2 separate regions of the Ovis aries genome follow, and region 1 is linked to region 2. Evidence: chromatin contacts called from public Hi-C data. All regions are on one chromosome and are shown on one strand. The core of a region is the stretch at or near the end of the contact, and the rest is flanking DNA. Distances in the headings are between cores, read along the strand shown. Region 1 has its middle 25 kb from the start of ACTBL2. Region 2 holds the start of PLK2 (polo like kinase 2).

Region 1 (6,509 bases), core at 1,449-3,948, 930 kb before region 2:
ATTTTATTTACTGCTGTTTTTGAGGCTGTTTGACTTAGTCTAGCATTCACTAATGAGATTTTTCTATTTTGTATGGGAAAATAGTGGTTTTGTATTTCTAAAGTCATTCATACTTTTAGACCTGGGCGGGAGTCGGGGTGGGGCAGGGCGGGTTTCTCAACCTTGGCATTGAAATTTTGGGCTGGATAATTCTGTTGAGGGGGCTGTCCTGAGGAATATAGGTTGTTTATCAGCATTTCTGGCCTTTACCAATTTGATGTCAAAAGCGCCGTTACCCAGCCTCCCCATTTGTGACAACCGAAGATCTCCCCTGGGACTCTCCAGGCAAGAATGCTGGAGTGGGCTGCCATTTCCTTCTCCAGGGGATCTTCCCGACCCAGGGATGGAATCCCATCTCCTGCACTGTCAGGTGGATTCTTTATGGCTACACCATCAGGGAGGACCACAAAGATGTCCCCAGACATTGCCAAATGTCCCCGGGAGGAAAAAATTGCCCCTGGCTAGGAACCACTGAAGTGGGTGGTTTTAAGCCTCTCCAAATGATTGGACCTTGCATTCCTTCCCATTTAATTTTATATGAGTGGATAAATTAAATCATATATGCTTACAGTTTCAGTTCAGTTCAGTTCAGTTCAGTTGCTCAGTTGTGTCCGACTCTTTGCCACCCCATGAATCGCAGCACGCCAGGCTTCCCTGTCCGTCACCAACTCCTGGAGTTCACTCAGACTCACGTCCATCAAGTCGGTGATGCCATCCAGCCATCTCATCCTCTGTCGTCCCCTTCTCCTTCTGCCCCCAGTCCCTCCCAGCATCAGAGTCTTTTCCAATGAGTCAACTCTTCACATGACGTGGCCAAAGTATTGGAGTTTCAGCCTCAGCATCAGTCCTTCCAATGAACACCCAGGACTGATCTCCTTTAGGATGGACTGGTTGGATCTCCTTGCAGTCCAAGGGACTCACAAGAGTCTTCTCCAGCACCATGGTTCAAAAGCATCAATTCTTCGGTGCTCAGCTTTCTTCACAGTCCAACTCTCACATCCATACATGACCACTGGAAAAGCCATAGCCTTGACTAGACGGACCTTTGTTGGCTTACAGTTTAAATATATTTTATTCTTCTATTTATTTTCTTAGAGGATAATTTTTCTAGAGAAGAAAAATAAAGTAGAAAAGAAAGGTTCAAGTATAGATGTTATGCATCCCTCCCCATGAAAAGACTGCGGTTTTAAAATTAGAGTTTCCTATTAATAATAATCACCACAGACATGCGGTTCTGTTACTCTCTATTCCTTTTGATTTGAACCGAATTAGCTGAAAGTGAATCATGAAAAGAGGAAACACCATAAGAAGCTATACTTGCAAAGCTTTTTTTTGGAAAAAAAATTTTTTTTTCAGTAGATGAAAAATTTTCAAAGAGTTATAGAATCTCAAATTGGAAAGGGCTTTAGGAGTAGCTTGGTCCAGCCTTGGAATCTCTCAAATCTGGGGGGCAGGGGTGGGGTGGGACCTGAGTGAAAGGGTGGGGAGTGTCAATGTCTATCTCAGATCCTGGTCTCTTCCAGGTGAGCAAGGTGAAGGTCAGTTTAGAAATAAAGGCAAATATTTTGTTCTTTGCAAAACAAAAGCAAGCAAAGCAAAACATACAAAACAAAATCTATCTCTTCCTTTACCCAGTCTTACAATTCAAGTTCCCAGAGGAAGGTGGCACTAGGGTAGGAGGCTCCTATTAAGACAAGATCCCCGAACCAGGCCCATTTGAGACAGTGATAGGACTCAGGGGTCATATCAAAAACTCTACTAAAGTAAGAACTTCTTTTTTTCTATTTGCTCCAGAGACTCCTTACATTATCAGAGCTTTCCAGTGAGCGAATGGAAGGAAGACAAGGCTGTGAGACTCCAAGTCAAATATGAATAAATTCTAAAGGTGTATTCTCTACCCTTTCCCTGTTTATGCTGCTTCCAGCTTTGGAGAAGGGAGGTATTTCTCTGGGCAACCAACCAAATCGGGCTTGGACGTGTGTTTGGAGACCCCTGTCAGCTGGGACAGAACTGTGTTTGTGTGTTCACAATAGGTATGATTTCCAAGTCAGCTGAGACAGACTGTGTTCCTATGTTCACAAGAGATACGATTTCCAAAATAAAGGGGTGCTTTCACTGGTGAAGAAAGAGACAAAGGCCAGAAAATGAAGTCCGTTTGGGATCATTTGAGTCCTCTTCCTCTGAGCACATAGCAACTGTGATGGACTCACAGGACAAAGGGTATCAAAGGGTTACCTATTGAGTGAGGCCTGGGGAAGGGTAGTGTGGGAGAACAGAGGGAAAGCCCAGTTCAAATGTACAGAAGGTATCTGTTCTTTAAAGGCATAGTCACATTTTACTAGAATTTTGCTACACTGTTGGGTTAAGCTCTGTCAAGAACCTCAGTCCCATTGGAGAATGAAATGCTTCCTACAACCCATTTCTCCTCCCATGGATCTCGTTGTTCAAGGATTGGCATCCAAGCAGTGGCTGAGATGAGAGACAGAGCTGGATCCCTGGGGGAGACACAGCTGAAGAGGTCTCCCATCAGTGACTTGACTCTGTGGCCTCCATCCAAATAGCATCTCAGTGGTCTTGGCAGTGCAGGATGGGTCACAAAGCCCTGTGTGTACCCTGGGAGGCTGGGGATGTGAGAGCAAGCAAAGGTCAGCAGTGCAGTGGGGCCAGGGCCAGGGGTAGAACTTGATTCCCTAATTCTTGTTCCAGGATTCCAGCAGTTTGGCTTAGCTGGGACTGGTCTGGTTCTGTTCATAGAGCTGTCATTTAATTTTTGGTCACTTATACACTGTTTGCTAACTGTTCATAATTCCTGTGCAATTTTGCTCATAACATGGGAAACAAAGACAGCAAAACAAGGGGCCCTTATACTTTTCTCTGCTGTCGTCAGTGGGTAAAATTGGCTGAAAAAGCAGAGCAAGAAGCTTTCCCTGGCTACTCTGGATGGATTTTTTTTTGTTTGTTTGTTTCATGAGCAATTTTTTTAGGAAGAAAATATATGTGTGTGAAGTAAGTGTAGAATGTCTGGTGAGTTGTATAAAATAAAACATTTATCCATCTATTTTGATAGGGAGATGGATTAGAGTTAGCAAATTAATCTTTCAGTCAGCAAATATTTGAATAGATACAAATCAGTCATTGTTGTCAGAGCTGCTGCTAGCCTACACTGAGTTGTGCAGAAAGAGCCCTGCACCAAGCCACACGCTTTTAGGCTTCAGCCTCTCTCAGTTGGATGTCTTTGTGCAGTGTACAGACTGTTCAACTGTGCATGACTGTACCTTGAGTCAAGAGACTGGACCATCCATTATGCCCTTTGACTGGAAAATTTTCTGAAGGATTAGGTCTTGAGCAGGGTTTAAAGGAAATAGCTCTGTCTTTGGGGCATGACATACAGGAGGAAGGTAGGTTGTTTATTCTGTGGGGTAAACTATACAGACCTGCTGGGATCTTGCCCCTGAAGTCTTTATCCCTGCAACTGGGTTAATGAAACCTCCTCCTTGCAGCTGTAGGAGCCATCTGGACTGTAGGGAGAAGAATAGAAGAAGCTGAGAAGTTAGCATTGAATGAATTTCCTCACCTTTCAGTTTCAGGGTGCTACCTCACGTCCATCAAGCTCAGCTCCTTGTTTTTTTTTTTTTTTTTTTTGACTGCGGCCATGTCTTGGGAGAGAATTTTGCCCCTGGTCTCTGGACTTCTCCCCATCACCCTTCCCCTCTGCCCCCAGAAGCCATGACTGCTACCCGTGACCCCACAGGCCGTCCGGACTTCCTGGCAGCCTGCTTGCTTCCAGGCACCATTGACTTCTGACCACTGGCTTCACCTGTCTGGGTGATATCCTGGATCAAGGACTCATTTTGGACCTCTAAATACTATTTAACCCATGAATCTCTCTCCTGGCTTTGGACTGAAGTTTAGAACAATGGTTCTCAAAAGGGACTGCTCATTAGAATTGCCTAGGGAACTGTGTAGAATTTGGATGCCCATGGCACACCCTGGATCCATGAGATCAAGATTTCTGGGGAATATATAGGCACCAGGAATGTTAAGCCTCCACAGGTTAACCCAGTGCACCACTGATTTTGAGTACATGTCCTGTCTAGCCAGCCACAGATTAGTCAGCCTCTTCTGTGCCCCTATGTTTAGACCTGTGGCTTTTGTCCAGCCTCGTGACTGGATTGTATCCCTGGTTCCAGCTCTCCCTGGGATGGCCTGGCTCACCACCAGACAATCGTAGATTATGATTATGTTTTGGAGCCAGAAGGCTGAGAGGGATATCTGGAGACCCAAAGTAAGCCTTTTGTGGTTTCCTTAGCCTGTAATTCTAATAAATGCAATCCATCAGCCTTGTCTTCCCTAAGAAAGAACATCCTTTGTAGGCAATCCTCAGTATATAAGTGGGTTGTGTTCCAAAATTCATTTGCGGTCAGTTGTTAGGGATGTAGAACCCAATTCCCATAGTAACAAAGTTACAAAGGAAAGTGGCAGGTTGCAGTAGTCATCGGAACCATTAAAAAGCTGAATGAACTTTATTAAAAAAAGTTTTTTTTAAAGATTTTTTTTTGATGTGGACCGTTTTTGAAGTCTATTGAATTTGTTGCAATACTGCTTCTGTTGTTTATAATTCGGTCTTTTGGCCTTGAGGCATCAAACCTGTACTTTCATTGGAAGGTGAAGTCTTAACCACTGGATCCCCAAGGAAGTTTCAGAAAACTGAACTTTAGAACTAACAGATTCAAAGAATCAGTCACTATTATTAGACTGAGTCATATGAAACTGACATTTTTGCATGTCAGAAAGATAGAATATTGGTAATTTTATGTGTTATGTTTTACTTCTGCAGGGGAAGAAAGTTTTAAGTGCTAGGTTAGAAAATTCAAGGCACAGTCACCCTTATAAAGATTCTAAGAGGATCAATAATGCCTTTCTTCCTACCCTCCCTCCTTTTCCAGTCTCTCCCCTTCTAGTCAAGTAGACAAAGAGCATAAGTCTTCCAAGGGAGAAGGTATGCAAATAAAGAGGGCTTTCCCAGGTGTGGACTTCTCATGACCCTGCTGGTGAGGAGGGGTGAGGCAGGGGAGGTGAGAAGGGGAGGGCATGGTCTGATGTCAGCAACCACTAGGGAAACAGACATTCCCACAGAAACCATTTAGGTACCACATGGAAAACTGAGCCTTTCTTAGAGCTGTCTTCTGGGAGTTAGGGGCAGCAGCAGCTAGGATTTTGCCAGGAGCAGGCAGACTGCAGATAATGGACAAGCAGCAGCATCAGTTTCACACACATGGGCCACATGTCAGCCGAGAGTCTGTAGGTGAGGCCAGTGAAAGTTACCTTCCTTGATGAGTGATGCGCATGTTCCATGGATGAGTAAAACCATCTGAACCTCCCTTGTGTGCATTGTCTTACAATAGGAGCTGTACATTTAGACAGTGTGCTTTATATGAGTCACAAAGTGGCAGTGTGTCCTTTTTCTTACCAACCCAGGAAAGACCATTTTGTTTTCAGAGCTCAGGATATGTGTCTGACACATAGTAGGTATGTGGTAGGGGTTGCCTAGGAAACAAGTGGCGCTGATAATTTTTCCTGTCTGTTTTCTATGATCAGCTTAAAGATCATGAACATGATTCCTCTGGTGGGAAATGTAGCAGTTCTCAGAAAAAATGTTATGTATTCGTATTACCTAGGAAACTCGTGACTTTAGGAGAAGCTGCATGTTCATTTATGAAACAGCTGTTTTCTTTATTTCAGTGCTGGGTATTTTATAAAGGAAAACACCATTTTTCTTTGATGCTTGTTGTTTCTCTGATAATCCAAGTTCCTATCTTCATTCCACATGAATTAAAATCTGCAAGCAATAAATGCTGGAGAGGGTGTGGAGAAAAGGGAACCCTCCTACACTGTTGGTGGGAATGCAAACTAGTACAGCCACTATGGAGAACAGTGTGGAGATTCCTTAAAAAATTGCAGATAGAACTACCTTATGACGCAGCAATCCCACTGCTGGGCATACACACCGAGGAAACCAGAATTGAACGAGACACAGGCACCCCAATGTTCATCGCAGCACTGTTTATAATAGCCAGGACATGGAAGCAACCTAGATGTCCATCAGCAGATGAATGGATAAGAAAGCTGTGGTACATATACACAATGGAGTATTACTCAGCCGTTAAAAAGAATTCATTTGAATCAGTTCTGATGAGATGGATGAAACTGGACCCGATTATACAGAGTGAAGTAAGCCAGAAAGAAAAACACCAATACAGTATACTAACACATATATATGGAATTTAGAAAGATGGCAATGACGACCCTGTATGCAAGACAGCAAAAAAGACACAGATGTGTATAACGGACTTTTGGACTCAGAGGGAGAGGGAGAGAGTGGGATGATTTGGGAGAATGGCATTCTAACATGTATACTATCATGTAAGAATCGAATCGCCAGTCTATGTCTGACGCAGGATACAGCATGC
Region 2 (7,099 bases), core at 24-2,523:
AACGAAAAGCAAGATCAGTCTTATTAGCCTCCTTCACCTCTGCAAAGCCAGCTGCTTACACATGCAGAAGACATGTTCCTAACAGGGAAGGGCCATCTCTGCACACAAAGAAAATATTTTACTCAACAGTCATACACACCTTTTCCCTTTGATGAGGTTTGGCTACTCTGCTGTGAGGAATAATTTTTGCAGCATAGACTTTGTTGTTAGTCAAATCTGTCATCTCGTAGCATTTTGCAAAGCCACCCTGAAAGGAAACAAAGCCAAGAGGGAATTGAGTATGGCAGGAACATGGACGGCAGATTTTTTTTTAAACAAATAAACGAGAAAGATAAGCAAAAATATGAGGAAGGGTGGACAGAGGGACGCGGTCTACTTTTTCAAAAGCTCCTTCACGAAGGGAAAGCACTCCTAACAACAGTTAAGTTAAACCGGTGCCCCTTCTCCTTTTACAAATAGGAGCTTTACGGAGCGGGGCTGGGGGTCGGGGAGATGAGAAATAGGATCTGAAGAGATGTGCAAGGAAATCCTCTGGGGTGGGGGTGGGGAGGCATCTGGAGGGCTAGGTGTGGTGTAGAAAACCCTCGCTTCTGGCCTCAAGATCAATGTCTTGGGGCTCGTGGAGGAGGCAGACAGCCGCGGTCAAGGATGGAGAACGCGACCCCCGCGCTGTCAGTGCACAAAAGCCAAAGGAGGGCAGGTAACCACCCCACGCCGCGCCGAGCTCCGATTACCGAGACCTCGAGAAACGGCGGGGGAGCGGGGACTCCAGGTCCGGCCCGGCCCGGCCCGCGGGGTAGGGGGTGGAGGGCGGGGGAAACGCCCGGGCAGACCTCCCTCCCGCCTGGCAGCTGGGCGCCCGCCGCTCGTCACCTTTCCCAGCACTTTGCCGCGGCAGTAGCGCTTCCCCGTCGTGGGGTCGATGATAATCCGCGAAATCTCGGCCCCCGAGTGCGAGTGGTGGTGATGATGGTGCGGGACCGCCGGCTGCACCTGCGCCGGGGTCTGCGGCGGCTGCGGCTCCTCGGGGGACGGCTGCGGCCGCTTCTTCTTCGAGTCCCCGCCGCAAGCCTTGCCCAGAGCCTGCTCGCACATCTTGGTGCTGGCGGCAGGCTGGTAGGTGATAGTCCGTAAGAGCTCCATGGTCGCCTCGTCGCCTAACTACCGGCCACCACCTCCGAGGCGCGGACACACGACCGAGCCGGCCTCTGCCCTCGAGCTCCGCCCCGCCACCGCTGCCAACCTCCCGCGCCCGACGCCTCGGTCCACTTGTGAGAGTGCGAGCGCCGGGCGAAGTCTTATATATGGGCGGAGAAGGGGGCGGAGAATCGACACGGAACGCGACGTCACGGGCAACGCCCCGCCCACCGGCCTCTAGAGCGCGCGGGGCCAGGCGAGAGGTCGTTAAGGGCCGCTGGGTTTCCGCTCGCGAGGAACGTGCGACAGCGGGAGGTCTGGCCGCGGGGAAGCGCCCCCCGCGATGAGGAGGCGGACACAGGCGTCCGGCCGTCCTCGTGACCAGCACCCCGTTCTTGGAATGTTCGAACTTCTAGGTTTGATGTAGAAACCCGGGGGCCGACGCCTCGGCCCCACCCGGTGGCCCGCGGCGCTGCGGTCATCGCAGGTTCCCTCCCTCGCAAAGCCCTTGCTGACCGCCCCGCAACCTGACGCCTCCGGTGTCATGGGGTGACTGTGGCCAGAGTCCACTGCACAGGCACGTGAGGCTTCCCCCGGGCCACCGGGCTGCCGCGGACCCCGCTCTTTTACCCTACCAGCTCCTGTCTAGAGGGTCCCTCCGGGGAGGCCGTGCCCCTGAAAGGCAGGGATTCCCGGAGCAGGGTCTTCGGAGCTCCTCGCTGCTTCTGAACGAGGCAGACTTCGGCTCAGGCCGGTCGGCTAACCATGGCCAAGTCCCACTTAGTGCCCATCACCCTAGATCAAGCCTTTATCCGAAGTCAGGCTCTTAACCTTGGCGAGGGAGGCAGTTGCCTGGGAAAGGCTTCGCCTTCAGTATGTCCGAAGACTGGGAGCAAAGGCGCCATCTCGTGGAATGTGCCAGAAGCGCAGTTAGCGGTTGGAGTGGGCCGCCTTATGGGCTTGCTTTGACAATAAGTAGTGTAATCCGGCTCCTGGTGCTGATTATGGTTTTACAGTCGAGACCATCTATCTCTTCTTCCGAAGGGGTTATGCAGACTGCGTCGTTTAAATGGCTCATTAAGCCACGAGGTTGCTCTGGTGCTGAAAGAGGCAGTCTTAGGCCTTCCAAATGGAGGGAATTGGAGCATGAGGGAGGAACATAGCCTAGTGAGTTAAAACATGGCTGTTTCCTGTTTCCAGATTTTACAATTCAGATGTGCCTACCTAGGAACACCATTGTTTCTTGCTCTAATGACAATAGTATTTTTATGTGCAGGACACCATATTTAGTGTTTTCAAATGCCTTATTTAATTCTGCATCCATTTTAAGTAGAAAATACTGTTATTCCCATTTTACAGATGACGAATCTGGTGTTTAAAGAATTTGTAACTTCTTATATAGTCTCTCTGTATAAGTATTTAGATCATCCAAGTTATGTTAATGATCAGTAGGCAAATTTTTAAATCTAAGATAAGATATATTTCACAATATTTCAATACTAATTTCCAGATCTATATAGAACATCAGGTTACTAACCCCCTGGAAAGTGTTTAGAAAAGGGTTGGCTCAAGTCCAGATACCATCAAGGAGTATTCTTGCCTGGGAAATCCTGTGGATAGAGGAGCTTGCTGGGCTACACAGTTCATGGGGTCGCAAAAGAGTCCAATGGGACTTCGCAACTAAAACAACAACAATGCATGTTATCAGTGACTTAGGTATGCATGGTTTCAAAGACTGTCTCAAGTCCTTCCCACATAGTGTAGAAAGGAGTGTCACTGGCATTACAAAGTAGAAAGAGAAAGTCTTCTATGACTCTTCCTTTTTGATTCTGTAAACAGGGCAAGCCCAGGCATGTTTCTTGTAAAAGTGAACTTTACCCCCAGATTGTCAGGGCAGGGGTGGACCTAGAGGTAGACATGAAGACTTATGTAATCTTCCTCTTTAAAGTTAAACCTAGGGGTGACCTTTGCCCCCCAGATTTAGGCAGAGTTGTTTACTAGCCTATAGTAGGCTTGCTGGTTTAGAAATTACTACCTGAATTTCCAGAGCTAATTTTACACCACGTGTATTTTATCTGCTGATAATGAACTTTTAAATCTAGTTTGTTTATGACTTTTTATGATAAAAGGACTGTGAAGAATAATCATGATATTTTTATTATTTCCATTCTTTGATTATCATATATTATTGTATATCTCTTTACCAAATTTACTTAAGCATTTGATGTACTGTTTGTTGAACATGCCATAGGAAATACAGGTCTATCCTCCAAAACATTTGAGCACTTAATAAAATACTAACATGTATATGTGTTATTGAGTCTTCTGTCCAAGTATGAAAAAAAATCTGATTTTCTTTTTGGTTTCTAGTGCCATCATGTGGACAGAACTAAAATTGTTATTAGTAGAGCAGAAAAGGAAATAAACGTACTTTCAAATGGAGATAAATCTTTAATTAAAAGATATTTTCCTGTAGTTCTCTAGATTTAATGTAAAGCAGTATCCTAATATTATTTTTAGTGAAACTCGACACACATTGCAAATTTTATATGAAACTGTAAGTGATCAAAAAGAGCAAAGTAATTTTACAGAAAAATTAGGAAAAGGAGGGTCTTTCCTCTACCAGTCATCAAGACTGTAAGTTATTAAGTTGCTCTATTAAGCTAGAGCAATGAAGAAACTTTGGTCCTCTCATAGGGATAAACTAACCAGTGAAATAGTCTAAAGAGCCTAGAAATAAAGGCACGTGTATATAGAATTGTGGTATATGAGCCTAGATATAGATGCATGTGTATGGAGAGTTGTGGTATATGGCAGAGGAAGCATGATAGGCTAGTGAGGAAAGGAGACTATCCAATAAATGAAAGTAGAAAATTGACTTTTCCATATTAAAAAAAAAATGAAGTCTGTATCTTACACTGTATTAGTTTTCTAGGGCTGCCTTGACAGAATACCACAGTCTGAATGCTCAATTTACAGAAATTTACTTTCTCTCTCTGGAGGCTAGAAGTCCAGGATCAAGGTGTTCCTCCTGGGCCCTCTCTCTTTGACTTGCAGTTGGCTACCTTATCGTCTTGTCTTCATGTGATCATTCCTTTATGAGCGAGCATCCCTGGTGTCCCCTTGTAAGTCCAAATTTCCTGTTACAGGGACAACAGTCAGACTGGATTGTGCTGTGCTGTGCTTAGTCGCTCAGTTGTGTCTGACTCTTTGTGACCCCATGGACTGTAGCCCGCCAGGCTCCTCTGTCCACGGGGATCCTCCAGGCAAGAATACTGGAGTTGATTGCCCATGCCCTCCTCTAGGGGATCTTCCCAGCTCAGGGCCAGAACCTAGGTCTTCCTTGCAGGCAGATTCTTTACCTTCTGAGCCATCAGAGAAGCCCAAGAATACTGGAGTGGGTAGCCTAGCCCTTCTACAGGGGAATTTAGGACCCACCCAAATGGCAACATTTAACCTTAATCAGCTCTTTAATGCCCTAACTCTAAATACAGTCACTTTCTGAGGTACTGGGGGGCTAGGGATTTGATACATGAATTTTGAGGGGAAACAATTTTTAGCCCATAACACACACAAGGTACAAAAAAAATCTACTTCAGATAGAATAAAGACTTAAAGATTAAGAACAAACCAAAATATCAGTAGGAAACAATAGGCAACCAATGTTCAGAGCGTAGGGTGGGGAAAGTTTTTTTTTAATGAGATAGAGTTATAGAGTTGACATATAATACCCTGGTGGCTCAGTGGTAAAAAAAATTCACCTGCTAATGCAGGAGACATGGATTCAGTCCCTGAGTCGGGAAGATTCCCTGGAGAAAGAAATGGCACCCACTCCAGTATTCTTGCCTGGAGAATTCCCTAGGTAGAGGACCCTGGCGGGCTACAGTCCATGGGGTCTCAAAAGAGTCAGACATGACTTAGCAATTAAACAATAACAAACTGTTAGTTTTACGTGTATAATGTTATGATTTGATATCTATATATAGGTGTATGTAGATGTTAATAGGGGCTTCCCAGTTGGCTCAGTGGTAAAGAATCCACCTGCCAATGAAGAAGAGACAAGTTTGATGCCTGGGTCAGGAAGCTCTCCTGGGGGCAGAAATGACAACCAACTCCAGTATTCTTGCCTGGAAAATTCCTTGGGCAGAGGAACCGGGTGGGCTACAGTTCATGCGGTCACAAAAGTGTTGGACACAACACAGCGACTGAGCACACACACACACATAGATATATATGGTGGAACAGCTAACACAATTTGTATCACCACACATAGTTACAATAGTTTTTCCTTGTGTTGTTACTGAGTCTGAAATACAGAGGCTCTGATCACCACAGGCATGCTCAGTCATTCAGTGAGCTCTACTCAGTGCAATACAGGCCAACAAATCCAAGAGACGAGGTGTTCAGGCAAAGAACACAACTTTATTTGGAAAGCTGGCTAACTGAGAAGATGGCAGACTAATGTCTCGAAATAGCCATCTTGTTGGGGTCTGGATGCCAGGTTCTGTTATAGAATCAGAGAGAGAAGCTGTGAGGAACTGAAGTCAAAAGGCAAAGAGGGAGAGGAAATGAAAAAGTTAAAAGGGCCATCAGTCTTGGAAAACATCTCCAGAAATGGCCAGCATCAGGGAAAAGAAAGAAGTGTTAGTCATTCAGTCATGTCCAACTCTGTGACCCCATGGGCTTTGGACCCCAGGGGCTGTACCCCTCCAAGGCTCCTCTGTCCATGGAATTCTCCAGGCAAGAATACTGGAGTGCATAGCTATTCCCTTCTCCAGGGAATCTTCCTGACCTAGGGATCACACCCAAATCTTCTGCACTGTGGGCAGATTCTTTATCCTCTGAGTCACCAAGGAAGCATCAGGGAAGGGATGTGCTAATCTCTTCTTTCTTGCAGCCTTCACAGGTGGGCAGGGTCAGATGATCTCTCTGTGAGCTGAACAGAGGCTCTTTAGTTTAACAGTCAGGCATAGGAGCAGGGTCCTCTGAGGTAGGCCATTATGTATGATTACAACAACAACATCAATGAAAAACAAGTCAAAGAAACATTTCCAACATGGAGTCAGAATTGGTTCTTCTCTGCAACTGTATGACAGTAAATTTTAAGACCTCCTCTCTCGACAGGGCTTCCCTGCTGGCTCAGCAGTAAACAATTCACCTGCAGTGCAGGAGACGCAAGAGTTGCTGGTTCAGTCCCTGGGTCAGGAAGATCCCCTGGAGGAGCAAATGGCAACCCACTCCTATATTCTTGCTGGGAAAATCTCATGGACCAGGGGAGCCTAGTGGGCTACAGTCCAAAGGGTCACAAAGAGTCTGAATATATGATACCGTATAGTTACCTCAGGTCTTCCCTAGTGGCTCAGTGGTCAAGAATCTGTCAGCCAATTCAGGAGACATGGGTTCAATCCTTGGATAGGGAAGATCCCCTGGAGAAGGAAATGGCAACCCACTCCAGTATTCTTGCCTGGGAAATACCATGGGCAGAGGAGTCTGGTGGACTAGAGTCCATGAAGTTGCAAAGAGACAGACACAACTTGGCAACTAAAGAGCAACAACAGAATGTTAACTAGAGTCACCATGCTTTATATCCCCAGGACTTATTTACTTTATAATAGGGATTTTGTACCTTTTGACCTCCTTTACCCATTTTACCTACCTTCCCTGCCTTCCGTTAATTGCTGACCTATTCTCTTTGAGCTCTGAATATGAGTTCAATTTTATTTTTAAATTTCACATATAAATGAGAATATTCATTGTCTTTCTCTCTTTCATTCATTTAACATAAATACCTCAAGGTCCATCCAGCTTGTTGTAAATGGCAGGACTTCCTTCTATTGTATGGCTAAATCATATTCCATTATGTGTGTGTGTGTGTGTCTAATATTTTCTTTATCCATTCATCCATTAATGGATAGTTTGTTTCTATACCTGGATGGCCTTTAAAAGTGCTGCAGTGAACTTG

The links. Hi-C and Micro-C count contacts between places; a contact is called where the count stands out from the background.
Region 1: a Hi-C map of hypothalamus shows a contact between it and region 2, with 5 times the contacts expected there. The contact joins the enhancer-like site here to the promoter of PLK2 in region 2. A contact is called at or near these places in 8 of 16 Hi-C or Micro-C datasets (blood, hypothalamus, liver and 4 more).

Annotation. Positions count from the first base shown.
Region 1 is chr16:21,965,945-21,972,453 of ARS-UI_Ramb_v3.0, reverse strand. No RefSeq gene overlaps it. Among named protein-coding and RNA genes, the nearest start is that of ACTBL2, 25 kb to the left of the region's middle. Within about 2 kb of position 2,698, at least 6 of the 54 cell types and tissues checked have an H3K27ac peak or open chromatin away from gene starts, as enhancers often do. A contact at or near this core is called in hypothalamus, where this site is marked.
Region 2 is chr16:21,036,538-21,043,636 of ARS-UI_Ramb_v3.0, reverse strand. PLK2 (polo like kinase 2) reads right to left here and starts at 1,273. Exons shown (of 14, transcript XM_004016964.6): 1 at 874-1,273; 2 at 140-247. The coding sequence starts at 1,143.